Regions from separate parts of the Oryctolagus cuniculus genome. Here region 2 is linked to region 1. A link is a contact called in public Micro-C data. All regions are on one chromosome and are shown on one strand. The core of a region is the stretch at or near the end of the contact, and the rest is flanking DNA. Distances in the headings are between cores, read along the strand shown.

Region 1 (6,442 bases), core at 283-2,782:
TGTCCAAGGAGAAATGGAAAGAAAAATGATGGCCCAGATGTTCTGTAACACACAGCGACTGCCAAATCACCACAGACCCAAGCACCTGGGAGAGCCAGGCAGCGTCACGCCCTTGCTTCCCGGTCTCAGCCAGACAGGGACCACGGCTCGGTGGTGACTCTGATAGCACAGAGACTAGCCTGGAGAAAAACCTTTAGAAGGGCACTGGCTGACAGGACAAGGGGGCTGAACATGCAGGGCTGATTTATCACTTCCTTACTCATAAAAATGTGACTCAAACTGCTGCTGATTAGTGAAGGATTTAAATCTTTACCCTCTCCCCAACCCCCTTTGCCTCTCCACCCCCGGCACAGATGCTGCTACTCAGCCACAACACCCCCTTCTTGCCACTGTCCGTGCAAGCACAGCACAGGGGCCCAGAGAAGATGACTCATGTGCTGGGAAATGGAAAAGTGCATCTTCCCACCAACCAGCCCTGCTGAGCGCTCTGCTCACCCCTCTCCCAATGGCAGCCCACACAGTGGGGTCTGGACAGCTGCCTCAGCTGCACACCGGGTCCTTGGCAGCACGTCCACAGAGCTCTCTGTCCTAGTTGAGTGTTACATCCTGTGGCCTGGGCTGTTTTTCCCTGAAACACCCTTGGAGCCTCTGACCACCTCAGTTCATACTCCTCCTGGCCCCAGCTGTCTCATGGAGGTGAGAGTCAGGGCAAGGTAGTCAGGAGGAGCAGGGTCTCAATTATAGGCTTTTATGTGTCTTTCCTGGCTAAAGGGTCCTCATTACAACCAACCATGAAAAAGAGTCCTAGAAAAAAGTACCTTGATCCCAAATCGGGGAACCATCCATTTCCTTCTTTCTCTGTAGTCACCATCTCACCTTCCTTTCACCCATATTTTCTTAACCTTTACTTAACAACAGCTATAAGAAAAGGACTCACTGGTGGCTTATGAAAATGCCAAGGTATTCCTTTTCACAGAGCAGAAGCTGCTAAAAACAGATGCTTTGCAGGCAAGAGCTGCAGGTCCTTTATATTCACACCTGCAGAGGCCCCAGGTCAGTCACTGCTGGAACAATACCCTGGCAGAGGTTGCAGCTCTGTACAGGCGCCTCGCTGATCGCTAAGGTTTGTTTTCCATGGGAAGCAGGAAAACCAAGACGAGGGCATCTCAGGAGGTCCCTGCTTCAGAGTCTAGTGAGCCTCCTATTGGGGAGCAGGAGCTCCCTCCCCTTTGCATTTTACAGTTTCCCGGGACAGCATTTTACAAACTTTATTTTCTCCTTTTTGGAAACCAGTGTAGGCCCCTAGTACTCCATTTTTCCTCAAGGCCATTTAAACAAATAGCCATCTCAGGAATAATTAGCCAAGTTCTAAAAGGCATCTGAGTCTCTGCATCATGCCTTATGCTGGCAATTCTAAATGCTGTAGCAGGCAGCATAAGAGTAGGAAATTCTCTCAGATTCAGATGAGACTAGCAAAGGCCCTTGCTGGGTCCCAGAGGAGCCATGTTTCAGGGAAGGTGTGGCATACTTACTAATCAGGGACGTTCCCTGCCAGTAAGATGGGCATAACTCCCAGGTACAAGTGAGAAGGGAACTACGTCAAGCTCAGAGAGAGAGAAAACAGGTTGAGAAAAGTATGACAAGAGAACCTGCAACACTCAGTCCAGAAACAACAGGTCTGTTTTACAACAGTCTCCATAGGGTAATTCCTACTTCCTGGCATTTCAGATAATAACCTGCTAGCCCTGGGACAGAGTACTCTCTGTCAATTCTTTCAAATGATTTCTTGGCAGCGTGGACCAAATCCTCCTTACAAACAAACACAAAAAATAATGCCAATTCCATGCTACACATATTTCCATCAGGGCAAACCACAACACCCTTATCTAAGTGGGGTGGAGGGAACAGAACAGATTCTGGTAACATCCTTTGACTATGACCTGGTCATCAGAACAAGCTCCCCACCCTACCCCCACTCCCATCTACCACTTTCCACCCTGCCAAACAACTCCAAAGAGGGTTAAGAGAAGTGTTTCAGAATGCACACTAGCATACTACTCTAATTCTGGGTCGGGTAGATTTTGTGCTTTCAGATTTGAGTCACCAAAGCTCATCAATTCTCTGTTCTTGCTCCCTGGCAGGCTCCCACAAGGGATATCCCATAGGGAACTAGACTTTTCCATACTGAACAAACAGGGTACATGAGTCCAGAAACAGCTATTCCCAATCCCTGCCAAGCGTATGGTCTCTGCAATGAAACATTTCAACAATGCCTCTCCCCTGGGAGAGGCTCTGGGTCTGCAGCCTCCAAGAGGCCTTGCTGCTGCCTTTAGCATGGCCAGATGTGCAACAGCATCTCTAGGTTTGCAAATTAAGCTCTATACCCATGATTCCCTCCTCCCATCCCACTCAAGCACTAGAGTCAGAAATTTTGGAGAAGAAACTAAAGATCCAAGCAGCAATGGTGGACAGGGCAGTGTGTGTGTAGCGGTATGGTAGCACAGGAAGGAGGCTAGATTAATTTCTATCTGTAAAGAGAAAGAAACTGGACATTCCTTACCTTTCAACTGGGAGTTATGTACAGCAAACATGTTGATGGTCATAAGCTGCAGCATACGGATACTTCCAATAGGAGAGGGGCTGTGCTGCAGTAACACCTGGAACTCCTGGAGGACCTTCTCAGCCACTGCAGGGAATGTCTCCATCCTGCAGGTAACAGCAAGCCCACTGGTGAGGCATATCCCTGAGAGCACTTGGTGTAGACACACACACACACACCTCTCTCTCTCGCGCGCGCTCTTTCTCTCTATCCCTTTTTTCCTTCCTCTTAAAAAGCAGACAACTAATGCCCAGGACATTTCTTTGCTATTTTCACAAACTTCCTTGGTATCCTGTAATTTCGAACAAATTTGAGAAAGAATAAAGCATTCGGGACTCAGAGATGGAAACAATGCAACTCTTAGATAAATCATTATGTTATTCTGCTTTGGTATGCTATTTCCTAACCTCTGGCAATCACTGGACTCAAGCTGATATTAAAGATTCTCTCCCTGAAACAAGCAGCTTTTCTAAATAGTGAACAAATTTTCTTACAGTCCCCAAACTCTCTGGTATGAAAACTGTATTCTATAAAAAGAGTTACATGAATCTAGAGAGTCTTTACTCAGAATTTACTTCAGGAAACCTGACACAGTTCCACTGTTGTCTTCTTAGGTGTGATCACACTAACTGGTCTACTGAAAGATCCCTAATCTCCCCTTGAAGAGTCCTAGACGTAGGACCCCAATGTCTGTTTCCCTCTTTCCTACATGGCTGTCCTACCCTCTCACAAGCCTCTGTTCATCAGGGTCTGTATGTTTTCAGGCCAGTGGAAATATAATGCCCTGGCCAACTGCCACTCCCAATACAGGAAGAGCCTGTAACATAGGGAGGCAGAAATCCAGCCAGTGACCTAGGGCTCCTAAGGAGAGGTCATTCAAGCCACTGCTTGCCAAATGTGGCCACTGGATCCCAAACAGTGGTGCATGCCTGAAGCTCCTTTGGCAATAGGGACAAACCACAGCTGAAGTCCTCAGAAATAAAAAAGCAAATTCAAACTTAGTGCTAGAGAGAGAAACCAGGCACACTGGGCCTTAGGGCCATGCCCAACGAACAACTCGTGGTCAGCAAAGTATCTTTTATCCACCCTCACCCCCTCCCCAACCAAATAAACTACTCACGGTACACTAAGGGGTTGTATGGGGAATGGCTCTAGGCTAGATTAATAAACGGTTTTTAGAAAGCCACATAGAAGGGAATCCTTCTCAAAAGATGTAAGATTTTCAAGTCCTAAAGAAAGGTCCTTCTAGTTTCACTAGCACCTTGGCCCTTTCCCCACTGAAGAGTACCCTCCCCAGATTAGAAAACTCCAGAGCTTTCTGGAATTTTGGCAATCTTCATTCTTCACCCTTGGATGGCAACTCCTATCTTGACCCTCTAGTGCCCAGAAGTCATGCCGCGGCTATGGGTCAATTACAGTTTACATTCCAATTCCCCTCTGCTGAGCTAGCCTCATTTTCATTGGTACAAAACATGCCATGCATCTGTCCCCCCACAGCACAGGCCATTTCAAGTGCCTCCCCCCAAACAAAACAAAACAAAACTTTTTCTTTTTTTGTCCTCTAAAAAGTTTTAGAGCCGTTAAAACTCTTGGTAGATTTGGAATGGCAGAGAGTGATATGTTTGGGGCTGGATTGGATCCATTTTTCCCCATGGGCTATAACAAAGGTTTCATTTTAAATCCTGACACTGTGCAGCACTCTTTCTGGTCGGAGGTGGGGAGGGGGGCTAGCACTTCTCATTACGAGAGTAGCAGAGTTCACTCTGCTTGAAACGCAGCCACACTGGGCGAGTCTCAGAGCCATGTGTCTCCGTGTTGAAAGGCGGTAGAGAGCCAGCACAGAACGACAGGACAGAGGTGTCACGTGGGCCAGATGGTCTGAGGAAGCCTCTTCCCCAGGGTGGGAATTGAAACAGACCCATTAACACTCCCTGGGTCAGAATGAAGTCTCAAATGAGCAGCTGGTCAAACATCCACATTCTCTTTGTTAAAAAAGTTTGGGGGAAATAAAAAAACACTCTTTGCCTTGCAACCAGTTCAACATGATCAAAACAAAAGAAAAAAATAAAATGCATAAAATATAAGTTGAGAACAACTTCAAATGTGAGATATGAAAGAAGGAGGATCTACTCAGGCAATCAGTTTTGTTAGGCAATAACTGAGGGAAACACAGAGTAAAAAATTTTCCTCCTGAGGACTCAACAACAAAGTCTTTGGTTACCAGTTTTGTCACCAACATGCTGTCTTGATTTTGGCCCCAGACTACCTGTAAGTAGTTTTATGTTTTTCTCTTTGAGGAAATCAACTTTGTTCCACCCTATTTTACGAAAAAAAAATCATACTAAAACAGATAGTGATGGTATACAATCTATGTTTAGGAAAAAAGCCCACAAAATAAAATCATGTGTTTTTATGGGCACATACTCATAGCATAGCATGTAAACTTCAGTAAACAGGTTTGCAGAAACACATAACCTGATGTCTAGTATAAGGCACAGGGTTGGAGGATAGCTGAAAGAAATTTTAGCCTTAGCTGTAATGTTGTGTTTGCATAAGGATTTGGGGGCATTACTTAAGTAATAATTATAAAAATTTAGCCAACAAGAAGAAACTACAGTAGCCAGCAGCAGTAGAGGAGGAAGATGAAAAACACAAAGCACAAAAGACAGTCATTTGTAACAGCAAAAACCTGGGAGCATCCTAGAACGCCCAACACAGGACACAACTGGGCTGACATTAACATACTGAACACAATTGCTGTAAAGCGATATTATGTTTTTAATCATGTGGGGGAAAGTTCAATATATATTAAATGAAATAATTTTAAGGCAAGTTAGTATGATCTCTTTCTAAACATATTTGTAAAAAGCAAGTAAGTGTGTGTGAGTGTAGTACACAGAGAAAAAGACTGAAAATGTATACACCAGTGGTAATGGTAGATAGTTACCTCTGAGCAGTAAGAGGACAAGTAATTTTTTTCTTTCTTGTTTTTTGTGAGTTTTCTAAATATTTTACAGTGAGCACTATATGGTAAGAAAAAAGATCCCTCCAACAATGAATATTTAAAACATTTGTTAATTTCAAAAAAAAAAAAATCAAAACACAGATATTACATTTTTTAAAATTCTAAGTCCAAAATAAATGTCAGTCTTTGAGTTTCAAGGGAATTTACAGCTGTGCATAGGAGAGCGAGTAAAGACTAAAGCGATAACTTCAACAGCAAAATTACTCTATTTGCTACAAATCAAGAGTCTATAGCCTGCCGGCTTCCCAACCTCTCAGTGGATTCCAAGTGCAGGTCTGACTGCCTCCCAAAGGAAAGCGCCGGTTAGGAGCCATATGGCACCCTGACTGAGTCTTCCGTCCCTACTCTTAAAACTGCAGAAGGGACAATCATTCTCAGGAGATGCATTTCACTGATTTAAGTGGCTGCCTTGCGAAGGGATCTCTGCAGACACCTTGTCTTGTTTGAATAGCAGTTTCAAGAAACCAATCTTTCAGACAACACTGGAACCTAGACCCGAGAGTGAGTCAGACAGTGACTAACGGGGCAGCACCGATCCCTCAGACGCTGCGGAACACAGCTGGGCCAGACAACATTCTCCGTGGAAAAGAATCAGGCTTCCTAACTTTTCTCAACTTCTTAACCTTTAAAAGCTAAGCAAGACAGGGGCAATCCAGGAGCACAAAACCAAAACCAAAAATCAACAGCACAGGACAGAGTGGAAATGAGAGAAAATGATCCTAGTGCCATACAACCTAAGGACTGGAATGGACCTCAGAGATCATCTAGTTAAACCACTGATAAGGAAACTGCCACCCACAGAAGCTTTGACTTGTTTA
Region 2 (6,135 bases), core at 2,835-5,334, 200 kb before region 1:
CGTGCGTGCGGGCTGGCAGGCCTTCGCAGCCCCCTGGGGCCCGGGGCCCGGACGGCCCGAGGGCTGCGCCGCGCTGGATCAGCACCGCGGACAGCGGCAGCGCAGGGTTGCGGGACCCCAGGAGGGGGCGGCTGGCGGCCCGGTCGGAGGTCCTGGGGCGGGGCCAGGCGTCGGTGGCCGTGACTGGAGACTGTTACTGAGGGCGGCCCGGGCAGTAAGCAGTCTAGAGCCAAGGTGCCGGCGCTCTGCCCAGGCGGGGGTGCCCCCGGCGCCCTGCTGCTGCTCCTCCCCCACGTCTCCCGCCCTTCTTGGCCCCCGCGCTCGCGGACAGGCACGCGACCCCTGACGTCAGAGCCTTGTGACGTCAAAGACGTCCCAGCGGGGAGGCACTTCCGGTGGCGGGCGGGCCGAAGCCCCGCCCCCGCCTGGTCCTGAGAGGACAGCTCCGCTCGCAGAGGCGGGAAGTCGTGGGCGCCGCGGGACAAGTCCGACGGGGCGGGACGAGGAGGGGGCGCCCCAGCGGCATGCGGGGTGGGGGTCTCGAGAGAGAGCCAGCCTGGTCGGCGGGCCGGTGGGCCCCTGTCTCTTGCCTGCGCCCCCGCTCAGCCGGTCGGGGGCCGCGCGGCTGAGTCACCGCGCTGCGGGGAGGGGAACGAGGGGTTGCGTCTCCCGGAGCGCCAGCCACCTTCTCGCCACTTTCTTGCGAGGATGGCGCAGGAGCCCCAGGGAGCGCCACGGGGACTCTAGGGTCCGTCCTCCGCTCGCTGCTCCTCCAGAGTGGCCGCGTCTCCGTCTGGGCGCAGGCAGGTGCTGCGCGGGCTGGTGTCCGCCTCCGGCCGGGCTCCCCTGGCTTCGAGGGACCCCGGCCCTCTCCCACCTGCCCCGTGTCCGTCCCGAGAGGCCCTCCAGCCCACCGCCCGCGGGGCTCCTCCTCGCCCTCCCGCCCGTGTCCGCGCGCTGGTCCCTCGGTGGCGCGGCGGCCGCTCAGTCCCCCTTACCTGGCGGGCCGCGTCGCCCGGCGCCCGCTCGCCTCCCGCAGCCCGGCCCGGCGCGGCGGCTTTTATAGGCGCGCGTAGTACTCGTGCGGCGGCTCATTCATGCGGCCGCGGCTCCTACACACTGACGCGCTGCCGACGTCAGCAGGGAATTTAGGAAACGGGAAAAGGGGCTATTTATAGTGGCGAGGCGGGGGGGTGGGGGTGGGGACCGAGGCGACAGGGCGCTGGAAGGGGGAGGAGGTGCACGGAAGCAGGACCGGGGTGGATGGAGCCCGCGCCCCCTGGCGAGGCCCACAAAGGGTTAACTTTCCGGAACTGCGGGCTTGGGGCTGGAGGTGCTCAGCGCAGGCAGGGCGCGGAGGGCCGGGTACATGTTTGCTCACTCTCTTCTTCCGGAGCTTCGGACTCCCAGGGACACAGTCCCTGCCCCGCCGGTCTTCACTTGGTAGCCCCCACCCCCACGCCTCAGTACTGGACTGACCGGCCCTATGACGTCACACCCGCACGGCCACTGCGGTGTCGTCACCTTCTGGGAGGGGGTGTGGAGGGCGGGAGAGGAAGCTGGACCCAGAGGGGATTAGGGCACAGGCGGGGGGCGGGGGCGAGTAGGGGAAGAATAGTCGCGGAGAGATAGCAGGGGTCTGGAGAGAGATTCAGGCAGGGGCTGAAGACCCCAGGGAACGCAGGGAAGTAGAGACGAGCAAAGGGGTCTTCTGCGACGGACTGAGGGATAAGGTTCAGGACCAGGGGAGAAGAGGAAGAGGCACCCAGGAGCTGCCACGGGGCCATCTGTGGCATGATGGGCACTGGCAGGGCTCCTAGGAGGGTGGGAAGGAGAGGAGACCAAGGGCCCAGCAGCTTGGAGGAGAGGGGCCGCTTCCTAGAGGAATTGAGTCCCAGAAACAGGGAGAGCCTAAGCCGGGGGGCGGGGTCTCCCTGGGCAGGAGCAGGGAAAGGGATGGTCCCTCCATCAAGGTTAAGCGAGGCTGGCCCCGGGCAGTACGGGGAGCGGCGCGTTCAAAGAGGAGCTGCCCAGGAGTGGGGAGGGGCCGCCAGGCTCGGCAGGGGGAGTCCAAGGGTGAAGTCCACAGGAAGGCAAGAGGGCCCCGCGGCTGCCACCGCAGGGAGCAGGGCTGTGCGACCCTTCCTGGGGGAAGGGGCCAGGGGCAGTGAGAGAGCTGAGGAGTGAAAGCAGAGCAGACCCTGGGTGGGGCGGGTCGGCGGCCCACAGCCACACCGCACAAAGGACCCGTGGGGCTGGGGGATCCTTGCGCGGCTGCGCTCTGACCCCTCGAAGGGAGACGTGGGAAGCAGACAAGACCTGCTTGCCCTTTGGGATCTGGCTTCCCAGAGCTACCCCTTTCCTGCCACCAGCCCCTGTTCCGTGTCTTCTTGCTACATGGGAGTACTCCTATTCTGCCGTCAAAGCCCACTTTTAAAGCACGTCTTCTGGAGGCCTGCCAGTGTCCATCCTCTTTCACCTGGTCCCACAGCACGCCCCTTAGACGGTGCGCCTCGGGCCGCCTCCCCCGGAGGCCCACAGGCCCGGTGCCTGCTGTTTTCACCTCCGGGACCGCAGCACTTCTCTTGAGATGACTCCGTGGGGAGCCGGGGAGGAACTGGTTAAGACGGATCTGGAGCAGCGGGCGGAAACGGGCTGGGCGGCGGGCACCCGGCGTACCTGCGTGGACCACAAGCCGCCGCCGGGCATCCGAGGCTTGAAGCCGCCTTCGAGGAAAGCAGCCTCTGGGGGGCGCCCAAGGCCTTGCTGTCTGTCAGGGACCCCTGGTGGGTCCTGAGTGGCCGCCCCTCGCGGAATGATTCAGACACCACCTCTAGCGGGGACGCGGGGGCGCGGGGGCCGCGCGGGAGGCGGCGAGAGCGGCCCCCGCCCCCCTGCTGCCCCGCGCGGTTGCTAAGCTCTCCAAGGCCGCGGAGCTGCGCGGTCGGGGCGCACCTCATCGGTTACCATGGTTACCCGGCACTCCAGCCTGTCGCGCACGGCCGCGGAGGGATGCACAGCCAATCAGAAGCTGCGGGCGTTCTCGGGGCCGCCCCCCCCCGTGTGTGGGCGGGGGTCAGGAGCCCTGCGGAGGAGGCGGAGCGTGGGCCACGGAGACGCGGGGCTCGACACCCTCCTGGCGTTTCGGTGGGGCCGCGTGGGGACACTTCCGGAGTGGCCGTTGGAGCACCTGCGCGCCAGTGCGGGGGCCTCTCCCTTCCAGGACAGCCGTCACCCTTATGAGCCTGGCCTCTATGTGGGCTGCAGGACCTTTGGGGAGGGGTCCCGAATCTCAGCCCCTTCTGTCGTTTTTCTGTCGGGACAGGGGGAGGAGGGTTGGAATTAAAGCACTCATTCATGAGAAGTCTCTCCAGACGGCTACCTTTGGGAATCTGGGGGCTGGGGTCCCCAGGAGGCGCCATCCAGCCATTTGCAGTTCGTTATTCTGATGCCCCACTGGAGACACGCAAGTTCAGGGCGGGCTGTTTGGGGAACGCCTCTCCCCAGGTTCACGGAGAGCGCTACCCTACGCGGCAGCCCCTAGATTGTCCCAAAGAATTGGGCTTCTGGCAGCGATGGTGCGTGTCTGCAAACGCGCGCACCAGCGTGGAGAGGGTGTGGGCGCGAGTGGCTTCTGATGTGCAAACCTGATCTAAGGACCTGAGTGAGGGTTGGTATGCTGCGTATGTTGGGTAGGCCCGAGTGGACAGTCCCTTACAGAGATGTCTAAGGAGAGGCACCCAGAACCTGTCTATCTTCGTCTGGTTTAGGATTTCCACAACCTCCCTCCCACCACCTACTGCCGCCAAGAGTCCCCTCTTCCGCAGGCAGGAATTTTCTGGATCGGGGCTCAGTTCAAGGCGCCATGGTTGGGAGGGGCTCGCAGGTCTGGGGTCCAGGGCCCCAGGTGGGCACATCTGGGAGCGCGAACCTGCGGCTGGATCCCCCGCCCAGCTGGGCATCGGGAGAGGCGCCCGCCCAGGTGTGCAGAAGGGTAGCCGCGAGCCTGCCTGTAGAGCCCTGCGCAGCCGCGAGGTGGCGCCGCAGCCGCAGCACCGCCCGCCGGCCCGGGCCGCTCCAGATAAGAGTGTGCGGAAAGCGCGGCGGGGCTGAGACGCGACCAGGACGCGGGGAGGACGGAGCAGCAGGACAGACCGACCGGGGGCCCGGCGGGCGGAGGGCAGCGCAGCGCAGCCACGTCCCCCCCTGGATCCGCCGACAGCCGGGCCCGGGGCTTCCGACATGCCCCCCAGGTGGGTCCTGGAGCTGGGGACCGGGAAGGACAGGGGACCCGGGACAGCCCGGTCGTCGCGCGGCTGGCCGCCTTGGGCGCATCCTCTGGCGTGGGCGCCCCAACGCGACTAGCGGCTGGCGCTCGGGGGTCTGGCTGTCGCCCCTGGAGGACTGGGGACCGCCGGGCCGCTGCTGCGCGCCGGGTTCACGCTGGGGTCAACGGCCCGGGGCCGGCTCTGCCCGCACATGGGCTGGAAAGGCGAGGGGAAGGGAAGGGAAGGGGAGCTGGCGGGCGGGGCTGCAGGGGCGCTGCCCTGGCACAGCTCGGCGCCTGGCAGCGGGGTCTGGTGGGGCGCGGGCTAGGAGCTGCCACCGCCGCGGGGAGGGCCGCTCGCCGGGCTCCGGCCGCAGGTAACCAGCTGCGAGGCCCTGCGGGCCAGGCAGGGAGCAGGGTGGGGCGGGCGAGGAAGCTCAGGGCTCGGGCCCCACGGCCGCCAGACCGCCGCCGAAATTGGGGGCCGAGAGCAAAAAACCTGGGAGCGGAGGGACCGGGGCCGGCGCGCTCGTCCCGCCCTGTCTGAAGTTGGGAAAGTTTCCCCCCAAGTTTGGGGCGGCAGAGTTCCGGGGGAGCAGGGGACCGGGGAGCTGCGGAGGGAGGCGCCGGGTCCGCAAACGTCGGGCCGAGGCCGGGCCTGGGGCCGGAACGCGGGTGGGGCGCAGGCCAGGGTCAGGGCCACAGCCGGCTGCGCGCCGTGCCCGCCCGGGGCGCTGCCCCCTCCCTCCCCTGGGAGCTGCGTGGCTCCCCCCTCCCCCCCACCTGCTTCCTGCCTCAGCCTCCTGCCCCGATATAACGCCCTCCCCGCGCCGGGGCCCGGCCTTCGCGCTCTGCCCGCCACGGCGGCCGCTGCCTCCTCTCCCCGCGCCGCGGCCGCTGCCCGGGCCCCGAGCGAGGGCCTGACAGCCCCCGGCCGGGGCGGCGCCACGGCGGGGCCCCGCGCTCCCGTGCTCCGTATCACTTCCCCAAGCTGGGGCAACTTCTCCCGAGGCGGGAGGCGCTTCTCGCTCGGCTCCCCTTCTCCCCACTTGAGCAAACTTCTGGGCCCTGAATGACTTTTCCTGAAGCGGACATTTTACTCAAATCGGGTAACTGTCTCCGAAAGGGTCACCTCGCCTGAACAGTTTTTTTCTCCTGGGAAGCACCCAGTCCGTGTGCCCAGCAGCGCCGGGGGCTCCGGGGCGCGCACAGCCCCGGCCCGGCCGCCTCTCCACCCGCTGGGCGCTCTGCTCCGCTCCTCCTCTTGCATCGGCCCAGGCGGCCTAGGCGCCCACTCCCGGAGGCCGCTGGTCCTCCGCCCGTGCCCAGGCCGCGGTGCTGCATGCCCCTGCTCAGCTGAGGGGAAGGGGAAGGGGAAGTGCCGGCGGCCGGGTCTCGCTGCGGGCCTCTTACCCGGCTGCTGTGTGTCCCCGCAGGAGAGTGTGCTGGGCAGACGATGCTGGACACGATGGAGGCGCCCGGCCACTCGAGGCAGCTGCTGCTGCAGCTCAACAGCCAGCGCACCAAGGGCTTCTTGTGCGACGTGATCATCGTGGTGCAGAACGCCCTCTTCCGCGCGCACAAGAACGTGCTGGCGGCCAGCAGCGCCTACCTCAAGTCCCTGGTGGTGCACGACAACCTGCTGAACCTGGACCATGACATGGTGAGCCCGGCCGTGTTCCGCCTGGTGCTGGACTTCATCTACACCGGCCGCCTGGCTGACGGCGCGGAGGCGGCGGCGGCGGCGGCCGTGGCCCCCGGGGCCGAGCCGAGCCTGGGCGCCGTGCTGGCCGCCGCCAGCTACCTGCAGATCCCCGATCTTGTGGCGCTGTGCAAGAAGCGCCTCAAGCGCCACGGCAAGTACTGCC

The links. Hi-C and Micro-C count contacts between places; a contact is called where the count stands out from the background.
Region 2: a contact with region 1 is called in a Micro-C map of ear pinna, with 3 times the contacts expected there. The contact joins the promoter of HIC1 here to the enhancer-like site in region 1. A contact is called at or near these places in 5 of 6 Hi-C or Micro-C datasets (ear pinna, liver, psoas muscle and 2 more).

Annotation. Positions count from the first base shown.
Region 1 is chr17:47,732,964-47,739,405 of mOryCun1.1, forward strand. It overlaps SMG6 (SMG6 nonsense mediated mRNA decay factor), which reads right to left. Exons shown (of 18, transcript XM_051824498.2): 10 at 2,561-2,706. Among named protein-coding and RNA genes, the nearest start is that of SMG6, 70 kb to the right of the region's middle. Within about 2 kb of position 1,533, at least 4 of the 8 cell types and tissues checked have an H3K27ac peak or open chromatin away from gene starts, as enhancers often do. A contact at or near this core is called in ear pinna, where this site is marked.
Region 2 is chr17:47,534,024-47,540,158 of mOryCun1.1, forward strand. HIC1 (HIC ZBTB transcriptional repressor 1) reads left to right here and starts at 4,085. Exons shown (of 2, transcript XM_002719041.5): 1 at 4,085-4,253; 2 at 5,704-6,135. The coding sequence starts at 5,724. MIR212 (microRNA mir-212) reads right to left here and starts at 236; the gene lies at 175-236.